Regions from separate parts of the Oryzias latipes genome. Here region 1 is linked to region 2. A link is a contact called in public Hi-C data. All regions are on one chromosome and are shown on one strand. Each heading gives the region's core, a stretch centred on a gene start, on an enhancer-like site or on the middle of the called end of the contact. The rest is flanking DNA. Distances are from core to core; before and after follow the strand shown. Region 1 holds the start of LOC110017219 (protein ALP1-like). Region 2 has its middle 21 kb from the start of pmp22.

Evidence for each region. A called contact is a pair of places that touch in the nucleus more often than the background predicts.
Region 1: a Hi-C map of embryo shows a contact between it and region 2, with 2.7 times the contacts expected there. The contact joins the promoter of LOC110017219 here to the enhancer-like site in region 2. A contact is called at or near these places in 2 of 5 Hi-C or Micro-C datasets (embryo and fibroblasts).

The regions. Positions count from the first base shown.
Region 1 is chr19:15,472,495-15,479,067 of ASM223467v1, reverse strand. It overlaps LOC110017219 (protein ALP1-like), which reads right to left and starts at 4,396. Exons shown (of 2, transcript XM_023949777.1): 1 at 4,031-4,396; 2 at 2,365-3,935. The coding sequence starts at 4,347. The coding sequence ends at 3,053. It also overlaps the pseudogene LOC101164420.
Region 2 is chr19:15,076,896-15,083,259 of ASM223467v1, reverse strand. No RefSeq gene overlaps it. Among protein-coding and RNA genes, the nearest start is that of pmp22, 21 kb to the right of the region's middle. Within about 2 kb of position 3,904, at least 3 of the 8 cell types and tissues checked have an H3K27ac peak or open chromatin away from gene starts, as enhancers often do. A contact at or near this core is called in embryo, where this site is marked.

The sequences.
Region 1 (6,573 bases), core at 3,147-5,646, 400 kb before region 2:
AGAAATTCAACTTTTCTAGTTTTCTTTACTTTTCGTGAGTAACTTTTTCTTAGTAAGGCACTTTTTGATTTTCCACTGCTTTGTTGTAGTATACTGGCAAACAGCACAACTGGTGTAATCAGTGGTCAAAAGTCAATTTCAATACTTTGTTATATAAGCTTTTTTGTCAAGCCAGAGATTAAACATTTTCCATTAAGTCTTCAGGTTTTCATACACTGTTGCTGCTTTTTGGGTCCATTCCTCCATGCAGATCTTCTCTAGAGCTGTGATGTTTTGGGCTGGTGCTGGGGAATATGGACTTCAACTCTCTTCAAAGATTGAATGGCATTAAGATCTGGAGACTGGCTAGACCACTCCAGGACTTTGAAACGGTTCTCATGGAGCAGTAGTTTTGTTGCCCGGACGATGTGTTCATTGGGGATCATTGTCAGGCCGTAGGATTTAGCCATGTTTTATCTTCAGTGCTCTTGCTGATAGAAGGAGGATTTCATTCAAAATCTCACAATACACTACCCCATTGTTTCTTTCCTTGTCATGGGAGATACCATGGTTGCTCTACCCACCATGGTTTGAGGCTAAAATCAAGGCATTTCAATGAGAAGTGACTCAAGTTGCAGAGGCCCAGAGAGCTTCATTAATAAAGTAAGTGCCAAGGAGATACAGCCAGATGCCAATACCTGAAACACTGGAAAATGCCAAACAAAGGATCCTGGCTTTGAACAGCCAGCTAAAGTGGTTAACAAGAGACTACAAAGCCTAAAGGCCCGTACACACCGGGACGAATTTCGCCGGCGAAATTAGCCGACGTTTAACGCCTCGTGACTAAACAAAGGGCACCAATGTGAGTGTGCACACCGACGCGAAAAAACGCCACGCGTCAAAGCGTCACTTTTTAAAAAACGCCTCGGGTTCGTTTTTTTGGTTTGACGCCTCGCGTCAAAAACTATACGACCAATGAGAACGGCGCTTTTGCACACGTGTCTGGAGCTTCTGAAATAACAGTAAAACACAACTTGGGGGCGCTCAAACACAAAACTGTCTTGCTGAGCACACATACCAGCGAAGAAGATAGACGCCGAGTTGCATCTACACAGCCGCGAAGAAGACAACGAAGATGCAGGGCACGATGAATCTAGAGTTGCTGGTCTCGTTGGTGTCCGAGCACAAAGAACTTTACAACAAACGCGAAAGAGATTACAAAAATCTGGACAAAAGAGAACAGTTATGGAGTGGCATTGCACAGCAAATGGGCCTTGATGGTGAGTTTCATTTAATTTAATTGCCTTTAATGTACGTTCCAACAAACGTTTCTTTGACAATCGCCATTGTTTGTGTGCTGTAGTGGAGGAGGTAAAACAAAAATGGAAGAGCCTGCGAGACACATACACGCGAAAAAGCGCGAAGAAGACTGCCGAAGTGGACAGGCGGCTAAACAAAAGAAGGCCTGGAAATTTATGAAGGTGATGGAGTTCCTCGCAGCATCAACAGAATTTTGAAGGTAATATTATCATTAAACATTGATTAACATGATTAACATGATATCATTGCATGTTCCCTGTTTACAATGCAATCACACCTCTAGTTCAATATATTAGTTTATGTTCTGTGTATAGGTAACCTCTGCTGAAATTTTGTTGCCTGACATATGGTACAATTAAATTAGTATGAATCTAAACAAAATTATTTAAACATTAAGCTCTGGGGTATTTTGTCAAAATGGGTATGAAGTGTGGCATGGCCCACAGTGTGAGTTCTTGTTTCTGATGTAAACTGAATTTGTCTTTACAGTGTCCACAGTAATATTTCCCAGGAAAATACGGATGAAGGGGTTGATGAAGTGGTAATTAATGAAGATGTCAGCGACAGAGAAGCATCGGCAAGCACATCCTCAGGATCGACCTCCTCCAGCCACAACTGTGAAGCCTACTACTTGTAACAAAAGAAAAAGGCCTGAGACACCAGACTTGTTGGACCGGTACCTTTTGTCAAAGGAAGCGAGGGAAAATGAGAAAGAGGAACGGAGAAGAGAAAAAGAGGAACGCAGAGAGCAAAGAAGAGAACAACTAAACGGTGAAAATTATCTGTTTGCTATTGGTTTAATACCAACATGAAGAAGACTGTCCCCAGCTGTACAGTCTTCGGTCAAACTCAGAATCCATCAGCTATTGCATGATGCTGAGTTTGGCCAGGCCTCTTCTGCTGTTTTTCCGCAGCATTCACCGGTGTCCTACCACCAGCTCCCCCCGCAGACCCCACCAAACTATGGCTGCTCTACGTCATGGCAACCCTAGATTTTTACTGTATACATTTTAATTCTGTCTTTTTTTGTTTTATATTCAGGAAATTTATTTATAAATAGCTATTTCATAAATGTTTATTTGCACTACTCTTCATTTGCACTGCAGTCATTGTGACTTATTTGCACGCTCCTTTGTTTACATTCTTTGTGATTGTTCTTGCAGCTCATCATAGTTCATTTAAAATAAAACGTTTCATTTTTCCTAAAGAAATTGTGCATCAGTGTCTTGAAAGTAATGTAGCATTTTGAGATTTTGCATATTTTTGGACATAAGTATTCGTGACCTCTTATTGAAATAGCTATGTGCCCAATTATGGAGTCACTGCATTTATAGGCAACATCTACAGGAACATAACTATTATGGGCACAGCATTGTGCAGGGAATGAGAACATCTTAAAGAAAAAGCTAGTAAAAATGTTTATTAAAATGACACACTTTAAAACGTACACCTTACATTTAGTTGTAAATAAGTATATGTTGAAGTGACCAAATTACTTTACATTTTACAAAAAAAACACGCTTTAACTTTGCTAGAACATATATCAAAAATGTTTAATTTGTTGTGGTGAGTGCTGCCATATTAATTAATGAAGAATCAGATGCAATAGATTTGATAGTGTATTCAAGTTCAAAGAAATTGCATATATACACATACACTAGCGGTTTTCACAATGGAAAATATAATTAAAATGGCTCAAATTTTCAGGTTGATATCATCTGTTCCCCAGAGCATGGTTCACATGTTCATACTGCTAAGCAACTTCTCCTGCTGGTGAGTTGAAGTACTCTTTGTACAGTTCTCGGACATTTTGGGCCTCCACAGATGCCCGCTGCCCTCTACAATGTTCAAAGCCTTGTAGTGGTTGCTCACAATCACGGTCATCTTCTGTGGCATGATTCTGGTCTTCTCCTTTCGGGCGCAAATAATTGCACAATACACAAGCAGCTTTGACAACTTTGTCAACAACACTTGGTTGAACCTGTAAAGTTCTTTGGAAAACCCGGAAGCGTTGACTGAGGATGCCAAATACATTTTCAGAGATGCGCCGTGCCCGAGACAAACGATAATTGAAAACTCTCTTGTCTGTGGGGAGGCGGCGTCCAGGGTATGGCCGGAGGAGATATGGTTTCAGCGGAAAAGCTTCATCTGCTACAATGACATGGTTAACTTTTCCGAGCTCAGGAGCACCTGGAAGTTCACTTGGTGGGGGAACATTCAGAGTTCCATCTCTGAGTGCCTTTCCTAGTCCAGAATTGGCAAAGATTCCTCCATCACTGTTGCTGCCATAGCTCCCCACATCAACCATCAGGAAGCGGTAATCTGCATCAACTAAGGCCAGCAAGACAACGGAGAATGTACCTTTATAATTAAAGTAGAGAGAACCAGAGTTTGCAGTTGCCTGGATGGATATGCGTTTCCCATCCATGGCTCCCAAGCAGTTAGGGAAATTCCATCTTTCATGGAATCTCCTGGCTGTACTCCTCCACATCTCTTCAGTAGGCACAGGCAAATGTTCATCTCTGAGGCAGTGCCACAATGCATCACAGGTTTCTCTCACTATCGAAGCCACAGTTGACACACCAAGTCGAAAGCTGGACGCAATAGTGCGGTACGAGTCCCCAGTGCTTAGAAAACTGAAATAGAAATAGACAAATACTAGTTTTTAACAACACTTAACATATGTTTTTACAACATTCATTGAAGTGAATAACAATGTAAACGAACTCACCGTAAACACACGGCCAAACGCTGTTCTGGGTCGATTGGTTTACGGTAGTGTGTCTGTTCTTTCGTCAGCGAGGGAGCCAGTTGTTGAAGTAAATTTTCGAACTCACTGACGGACATTCTAAAATATCCCCGAAAACGCTCATGATACATTTTCAGCTCTTGTATCAGTCGATAAAACTCCCCATGTTCTTCTCTTCTCGTATTTATGGGATGTACCCAAAATCGGCGTCTTTTCCGGCGTCTTTCAGCATTCAACAGAACAATAATTTCTTCATCGCTGGAACTGGAACTGGAGCTACTGGTGCTTGAAATATCCATGTTTTCTTTGTTTGATTCTGACAAGCGCGTAAATACAGGCTCTCTTCTTCTTAGTGAAAAGCGACTTTAGGAAGCATAAAGTTGTGCAGCGCCACCTTGTGTTCAGGAGTATTTCTGTTTTACATTAAGCGCCATCTAATGTCAGGGAATGAAATTGCATGTTCGCTCGGCTCATCGTCAGCGAAAATCGCCTGGGTGTGAACACAAAAAACGTGGCGAAAAACGCTGGCGAATAACGCCTGGCGAATATTCGTCCCGGTGTGTACGGGCCTTAACATTGCATTGGATAAAGAACAGAGGAGAGCCGCTTAGGTGAATGTGGTGGTATTGCCTCAAAAAGAAGGAACATGAGAAACTGGAGAAATACCAGGGATTCAGAGAATAGCGGGAGAAAGCATGGAAGATAATAATAAGGAATTGGATTTATCTGCGATTTTCCAGACGCTCAAAGCACTTACAGTGTGTCCATTATTGATGGTAGAGGCGTACAATCCCTCTGACCATCACCAGGATCATTCATGGAGAGTGCTTCCTCCCACTCCATCCCCTCAATAATCCTTCTAATATCGGTCAACAGTTCAGAGCTCCGTTGATCACTCATTCTGGATCTGTGGCAAACATTCATACACAGCAGCTTTCAGTCTCTCACACCATTTCAGTACAAATCCCTCAATTGTTTGCAGGTTTAAACATTCAGTGACTTCTGAGCTCATGTGATGCTTTAATGAACTTTTTCTATCATAACCATCCAGATTAAAGAGCAAAAAGCCTTAGTGGATAATAATCATCATACGAGGTCCAAAACATGTGTCCCGATTCTGAACTAAGTCAAAAGATGTAGAAGATGTATTTATGATTTTTTCTTTTATTTCGATATTTGAAAGACTTGGTGTAATATAATTCTTCCCAGACACAAACCGCAATTATTAATTTCTCCTCCCTGATCAATTTTTAAAAGGTTGGTACTTCCATGAATTAAAAGGGAATTCATCCATGTGTCATTACCTAATCTGAGTCCCTGAATTGCCAAAGTTTAATCGGGTTTGCCTTTTATGACCGCGTATGGCCACGTATTGTGTATGTGGTGCCTGAAAACAGTAATAGAAACTCGCATGAACACACGAGTTTTTAATGTGAAAGTCCTAAACAAGCATTTACATAGACTTTTCATTGGAATAAGTTGTTTGAAGCATATTGCAGGGTATGAATGGAGAGTTTCTGTCGTTAAAGACTCTGCACCTACAAAAACGGTCTCTCAGAAATAACAAGTGTTTTTTTTGTGTGGAACTGTTATAGTATAGTCATAAAGGGAATACGTTATGTAAAATATGTCATAATTTTCTTTATCACATAACTATAACTCTGTCACAACACTCCAATTTGCTTTGGATTATTGGATTTACTTCACATTTTAACATGTTTCCTTACCAGTACACTTGGGGTCAGTATTGCACCACATGTTTAGAAGCTGAAGCAAGACTTCATTTTTACCCCCAAACTAAATGATTAAACTTTTTTCAAAACACGTAATATTCTGTCATAAAGTTTTATTTTAGCCAAATATATGTTTATGTTTTGCATTTTTATTTACATTGTTCAACTAGTTATTATCTATAACTTTTTTCACTTATATAAACTAAAGACAGACACATTTTTTGAGTTATGCTTCACATGTAACTGCCACAGTGTACTTGTCCCTTTATAATCTTTTTTTTTATCAAGATCACAATCAATCACTAATGTTTCCAAAATTAACTGGTGGATTTAGGAAAAACACCATTAAATCAATCAAGCAATGATTTGAGCTTCAGATGTGCTTCTGTGCACATCACCACAGGGAGCAGAGTTAGTCCCATTCAGAGACTTTCCACTTGCCCTCCGGGCCCCGGTGCCTCAGGGGCATCATTAAAAGTGACGTGGCTGAAGATCAGGGAGAGGACTGTCCCGGCTTTGACAGCACCGGCACTTGTGAATAACAAAAGGGTTTTTGAGGGGAAACCGAGTCCACTTAGGGAGATCCTCTTCTTTCACAGGCAACACTGCTGCTAATATGCGCAGAAAACTGAGGAGAATGGCTGTTTCTTTTCTACTGTGGTGGTGTGAAGCAGTAAGACAATCCCCACCCTGGCACCTCCTCCCAAGTTCACTTTAGCTTCTTTAGGCAGCACAGCCCCCACTATTGTTTCATCAGGTGTGGAGTCTCTTGTCCAGACGCAGCTGAGCTGC
Region 2 (6,364 bases), core at 2,655-5,154:
TAATCTAATATAATAAAAATCATGAATATTCCTGTGACTACACCTCAGTGAAAATATTTATTTTTACAAAATGCAATAAAAGTTGCTTTTCGTACTTCATAAAAAGCTCAAAAGAGTTTATGATGCTCTTAGTTTGTGCAGTATTTACTCTACCCTCATTGAAACTGGAAATTGAAGAAACCACTGAATTGGTCATTTTGTTTTTTGTGAAAAAATGTGACTATTCTCTAACTCTTAAGAAGATGGCCCTTAATTTACACAAATGCCTTCTAGATTTGGTGGTTTGTGCTTTTCCAGATCCCTGGACTTTGAAATCCTCCACACATGTATTGATCCTGCCTGATCTTGGCTGGAGTGTAATCAAAGCTTTTGCACAGATGTGTGCACTCTTTGATGAGCTCCCAGTTTAACTTACATCCTGCATTCTGTCGAGCTTCACTTGGTAAAAAGGAAAAAAAAATATCCGCCTCCTCCTTTTTTTTCCCCTTCTGAATTGCGCCATCACCACCTGGTCTCCATTCACTTATTGATTGCCGGAGGCCATGGTGATCAGCTGGGTCTGGCTTTGTGTTTAGCATTTCTAATGCCCCTGTGCTTCAAAAGAGGCCCCTGAAAAATACTGTCAGCCTTCGCTACACCCCCCAGAAATATCCCTGTGTTCCTCCGTCAGCATTCACAAGAGGTCAAGTCAACTCACCAGAGAAAAGGGGAAGCAGCACACGAGGGTTTCTTCTGGGATTTGTCTTTTCTTTATCATTATGATTACATGTCAACACTGTGCCCCTTGCCCTCTGTCCTTTATAGCACCAGCCCCTTATAGCGGATGCTAGTTATTTTGGCCTCCGTCTTGACAGTTTGCATGTCTAACGTTGCCAATCAAGGCCAGAAAGCTCTCATTCTATTCCCAGCAGCCAGAATTCATCGCTCATCGGGAACAAAGGGAGGCTGCAGCGCTGGAGAGTGGCTTGTCTGCGAGGGATGGTGGTGTACGGGGCGTAAAGGGGCAGGGTGTTACGGTGGAACTACCCCATTCTCTGATTTCCAGAGTCAGGCTGTAGGGTTAATGACAGCATGAATGGCTCCCCAGCCCTTCTCCCAAGCTTGCGTCATAGCCAGAGATTGGGCTTTCTTTAGCACTTGTGGCAAAGTGCAGGGGGAACAATGGCAACCTCAAAGTTTAGGACTTACCTCGGTTTTTTCGGGTGCATTGGAGTGTGCTCCCGCTTAAGGGTCGGTCAATGCACTCTCTGATTCTGCAGTGTTTTGCACAGACAAAAGGAAAGAAAGTGAGTGCGCTTGTGGGTGGAGAGGAGGATTAAGGCTGGCATTGGTTTTTTAACACGTGCAACCCAACGGGTTAACATGCAGTACTTTCACCACTCCTAAAATTTAACTGTTCACCCACAGGAGTAATCTTTTTATGAAAATGGCTGCATGAAAACCTGCATGAAAAAAGGAAAAATAAAAAAACATATTCAATAAAGCTTCTATACTTTGAAGCAGAATTCCTTTTTTCCATGGTTACCTTAAAACAGTGCTGCACTGACTCTTTGCTAAGCTTAATCAAATCCACATGGCAATAAATTTTACACTCCAAGGCCTATTACCTCTGATTGGGCCATAATTTGTTAAAAAAGTGTCATGAGTGTTGTGACATTGATTTGTTGGACATCTTTGGGTGATCATTAAGGGTCCTTAGGTTGCTGCGTCCCATCAGCAAAGCACATTTTAAGCGTTGGTCCTCTTATACGAAGTGCAGTCATGCCCCTTCCAATGGCACGTGTTTTAGTCTCAGCTAATGATTCTCGTTTGGATTTCCCAGACGCTCTTCATCAAGCCCGATCCATGGTTTCTTGAGCTAATTTCTGATAAGTGCTAATTGTTTTTGCTGTTTTATGGGCACGCCAGGTTTTAGCATTTTGACAAGCAAAGATTGATGGGGCTCCAGCTCTTTTTGAATAGCACAATAATCTAAGCCAAGGCCACATGCTGGTAGGCCGTCTGTGGGTTTGAGGTGAGGGTGACAAGCACTCTCAATCCATCACAGTTCCAGTCGAACGCACATTTCCTTGAAATGAGTGCATGTTTTTGATTTACACAACTTTTACTTTAATGACACATAATGCTCACTTTCAAGCATAATTGCTAGTGAAGTGCAGGCACTTTTGGAAACACAGGTGGAGTTGTTGGCCTCTGAGTACAGATTTTAAGAGCTGATGTGCTTCACGTTGGTTTTATGTGACGGAAGGCGTTTTAGCACTTCAACACAGAAGATAGAAAGAGCAGAAGGACAGCTTGCTAGCCTTAATTAGATCCTTTTTCCGCAAGTTTTCTTAATCGTTCCAAAGTAAAAGAATATTTGAAAAAGTCAGCAGTAGAGCCGACATCTTTTATTGCAAATAAAAACAGTCCAGATTTAGAGTTTGTTTGGGCTCGGATGGGAGACCGAGACCTAAAGAAGTAAAAGGGAATCTTTTGTGAACCAATCCGGTCACAGTAAGAGTTTGACAGAGTTTCAACCCCCTCCGATCTAGAAAACATGTTTTAACCCCAGCTCATTAATGACAAAATGACTGATTTGATGGAACTTTCAAAGAAAACTTGGTTTCATTGAGTTGATTGTTGTGGATTAGGACACTTTTGGTCTTTGATGTAGAAAAATTAAATCTTCATGGCTTTATACTAACATTAGCATATGTCATTTTGGCAGTCAATAAATTTCTTCACTAAATAAGTTATTTTATCATGGTATGCAGCAGTCCTAGACTGCAAGGACCATATTGTTTTTTCAGTTTTTTTTTTTCTTACTGAGCCTTTGATCAGAAATTCTTAAATTAAAAAAAACAAAACAAAAACAGTTGTCTGTAGTACCTTCTACAAACTCCTACAGATTTTTGAACTATTACCATCTAACTCCTCATACATCATGGGAAGCTACTTGGTGAAAAAAACTGTTGGAAATAAAGTGTATATTTGAAACAGTGTTAGCGTGGCAAGCCTGCAAAAGTTTCCCTTTTTCCCGCCACATTTTTTACCGAAATATTGTAAAAGATGAATACATGAATCCCTAGCTCAATTGACGTGAAATGACAATATGAACATATGAGGAATGTGGGCGTGGTTAGCAAAAATCCAAGCTAAGGAAATCCTATTGTTTACTTCTTATTCTTCAAAACAATTCATAAACTATATATATATATATATATATATGGAGATAAACCCAACAGGTAAAACCGTGTATCTAAAAAAGTGTTGTTGTTTTTTTTCATGAATTTGTCACGTTCAGCTCAGACCAGGGTGGCAAACCCAGAGGAGGAGAGTGAAGGGCCCGTCGGAGCAGCTCAGCTAACGAATGCAGGTAAAAAAAAAAGGTGTAATAGGGGGACAGCAAGAGCAACAAACCTTTACATTTCTCAATAATATGAACTATAAAGCAGTTTACATAAAAGTTACCAGAGAAAAACTATACATACCAAAAGAAAATAAGGGAAATAAAAAGTGAAAGTACATACAATGAAAAAGCGTTTCCATTCTTTAGTAAAATTTCCACCTTAATATTTGATGGTGTGGTTGAAGCCTCAGAATCAAAGCTGCTTTAAGCTATGGCATCTCTGTTGTGTTTTATGTTGGTGGACACAACTGGTGCTAACCAAGTTGTTGGGATGAGAACCAGATATCTCTGTTGTCTACTCATTATTAGAAGCCATCCTGATAGCATGGAGTTCCTGCTGAGCAGGACCACAGCAGCCACAGAGTTCCCCGCTGATTAGCCAAGCTGTTGCAAATAAGCGCGTTGGGCAGCTTTATTTTTGTCCATTTGCATATAAAGAGGTGAACTGAGGCCACAGAGGCAGGATCATCTGGGACATGCATTGCTTTAGGTCCTGTATAATGACCATTGAGTTACTTAACAGGGTCCCTGCACAGAGACAGTGAGGGGGTTGCTCTGGCAGGCATTCGTCACCAGCTCCTGCAGGCTATGCTGGGACCCGAGGGGAGCATGGAGCAGTCTTGGGGAAGGCCCATGATGAGGCCTGTGGGAGCAGTCCCTCAATGGGGAAAGTCCAATTTTTGTAAGAAATGTTTCCCATAACTTTACCTATCACTCTTATTTTTTTTCCACCTCCACTGTTCTCCCCTTGCTGACTGTACATGTGTGGGCCTGGAATGACAGATGCAGAGCTGCTGACTTCATAGAAAAACCACAAAACAAACCACTGGGTCTGAGTCCAAAAGGTCACGCAACTGAACAAGAAGCAGAGCAAGGATCACTCCACAAACAGATTTAATGAGACAGGACTTCATTAAAAGTCATTTATTTGTAATGAGAAACACTTTTCAGCCTCCTCCCACTGTATTTGCCATTAGCTCAGATGAGAATGGGCTCTCATTGATTCAGCATCAATGAAAAGCATGAAAATCATCAACAATCCTTGATACAGTCAGTAACGTTTCTTTGTGATAAGATGAAGGCCATATCTGTTGCAATTAGACCTATGAATGCGTTTCTTATGGATTTTTTTTCCAGAGCATACAAAGAAAGAGACCTACATGTATGGATTCCTTAAAAACACATGTAATGCCAGAGGCAGTAGCAGTTATCGTGGAGTTAAGTGGTTTGGCATCACTTGGATCTAATTAGTCTCTTCATTCTGTTTCCCTTGAGTCATGTGGTGAAGTAAAAAAAAAAGATGCAAACAGTGGTGCGATCACGCTATCTGTGGGAGGATATTTGTCTGTGAAAAGTGCAGAATATGCAAAAAAGTGCTCATTTGTAATGACAGCTTTCATCCTGTGACCGATGACACAATAGTCACTATCTGATGCTGTTCTCCACCATCTGTCTGGATCTTAATGATTTCTTTAATTACAAGACTGGAGGAGGCAGACGCCACTGAACAATAGCCCACAGCGACTTTACCTCCAACAGTGCAATTAGCTCCGCATGCAGCTTTTATGGTGTGTCCTGAAGCTTGCACCTGAGACTAATGACTTGGTAATTTGTTATCAATTATCACTCTTTCATTGTGCATTTCCTTTCTGTCCCCTTCTGGCCATCGCTGTCTTATCATCTTTGACATCAATGTGGCAGAATTCATCTCTTGTCTGAAACCTCCCTTTTCCTTCCTAAAGCTTCGTTCTCATTTGTGCATCAGTGGCATCCAGTTTCAATTTCAAGAGATGATGTGATCAGCGGCTGGAGGAGAGTCTGATTTTAAAATCTGACATTTTTTTTATTGTATTGAGACAATAACAAACCTGTCCTCTAATTTGATTCTTATTATTATTTTACATTACATCAATGGGGGACCTTTCTGTGTGGAGTTTGCATGTTCTCCCAGTGCAGGTGTGGGTTTCCTCCCACCGTCCAAAAACATGCTTCATAGGTTCAGTGCTTACTCTAAATTGTCCCTAGGTGTGAATGTGAGCATGCATGGGTGTGTGATTGTGGCCCTGCGACAGACTGGCGACCTGTCCAGGATGTCCCACCGCCTTTACCCACAAGTGGCCGGGATAGGCTCCGGCAGCCCCGTGACCCCGAAAGGGACAAAAAGGGGTTTAGAAAATGAATGAATGAAGGAATGAATGAATGAACGAATGAATTAATAAATTAATGAATGATTGATCTCCCAACAGCATCTCTGTCTTACATGCATTGTAAATGAGAAATGGAGTACCGATGAGGCTTAAAACATTCAACAGTATCTCCTCCCACATGTGTCAGGAGCACAAAGAACACAATTTTGGACAAGCATCAAAGAGGGAATTTAGAGACGCATCCGATGTAAACAAATCACATTTGTTGTGAACATAGTTTAAGACCACATATTCGAGGCGTTTCAAGTGCCCTTTTCTTCTATACTTATACATCAGGCTCTACAAAAACCACTACTGTTTTTGTTAACTTGTCTTTCTATTTAAGCATTTAATGTTTTCTTTGCTCTTCATCCCTCACTGGAACCCTCTAGAGATACTGAAAACAGACAATTTCATTTAGTTCATGTCACTTGAAGGTGCGAAAAAATGTAAGATAAATGCGCAAAGAAGGAGTGGATGGTTTTTTAATGACAGACTGCAGGGAATAACTAATGACATCTAAGCGCTTCCATCTTCTCAGTATTAAATACGCCGCAGAACGAATCTTCTAAAGTCCTTGGTGACAAGTACTTCATGGAGCTAATGTTTCACGCTGTTGAATGATAATCATCACCAGTTCAAATCACATTCTCAGTTCAGGACTCTCAGGTCTGAATTTTTCTTTTTTAAAACTTCATTCCTGTTGCCCCCCCCCCCCCCCCCCCCCCCTGCTTTTGTCGTGGCATCAAAATGAAGGAGAACGTTTTCAAATACAGCAGCACTTGTC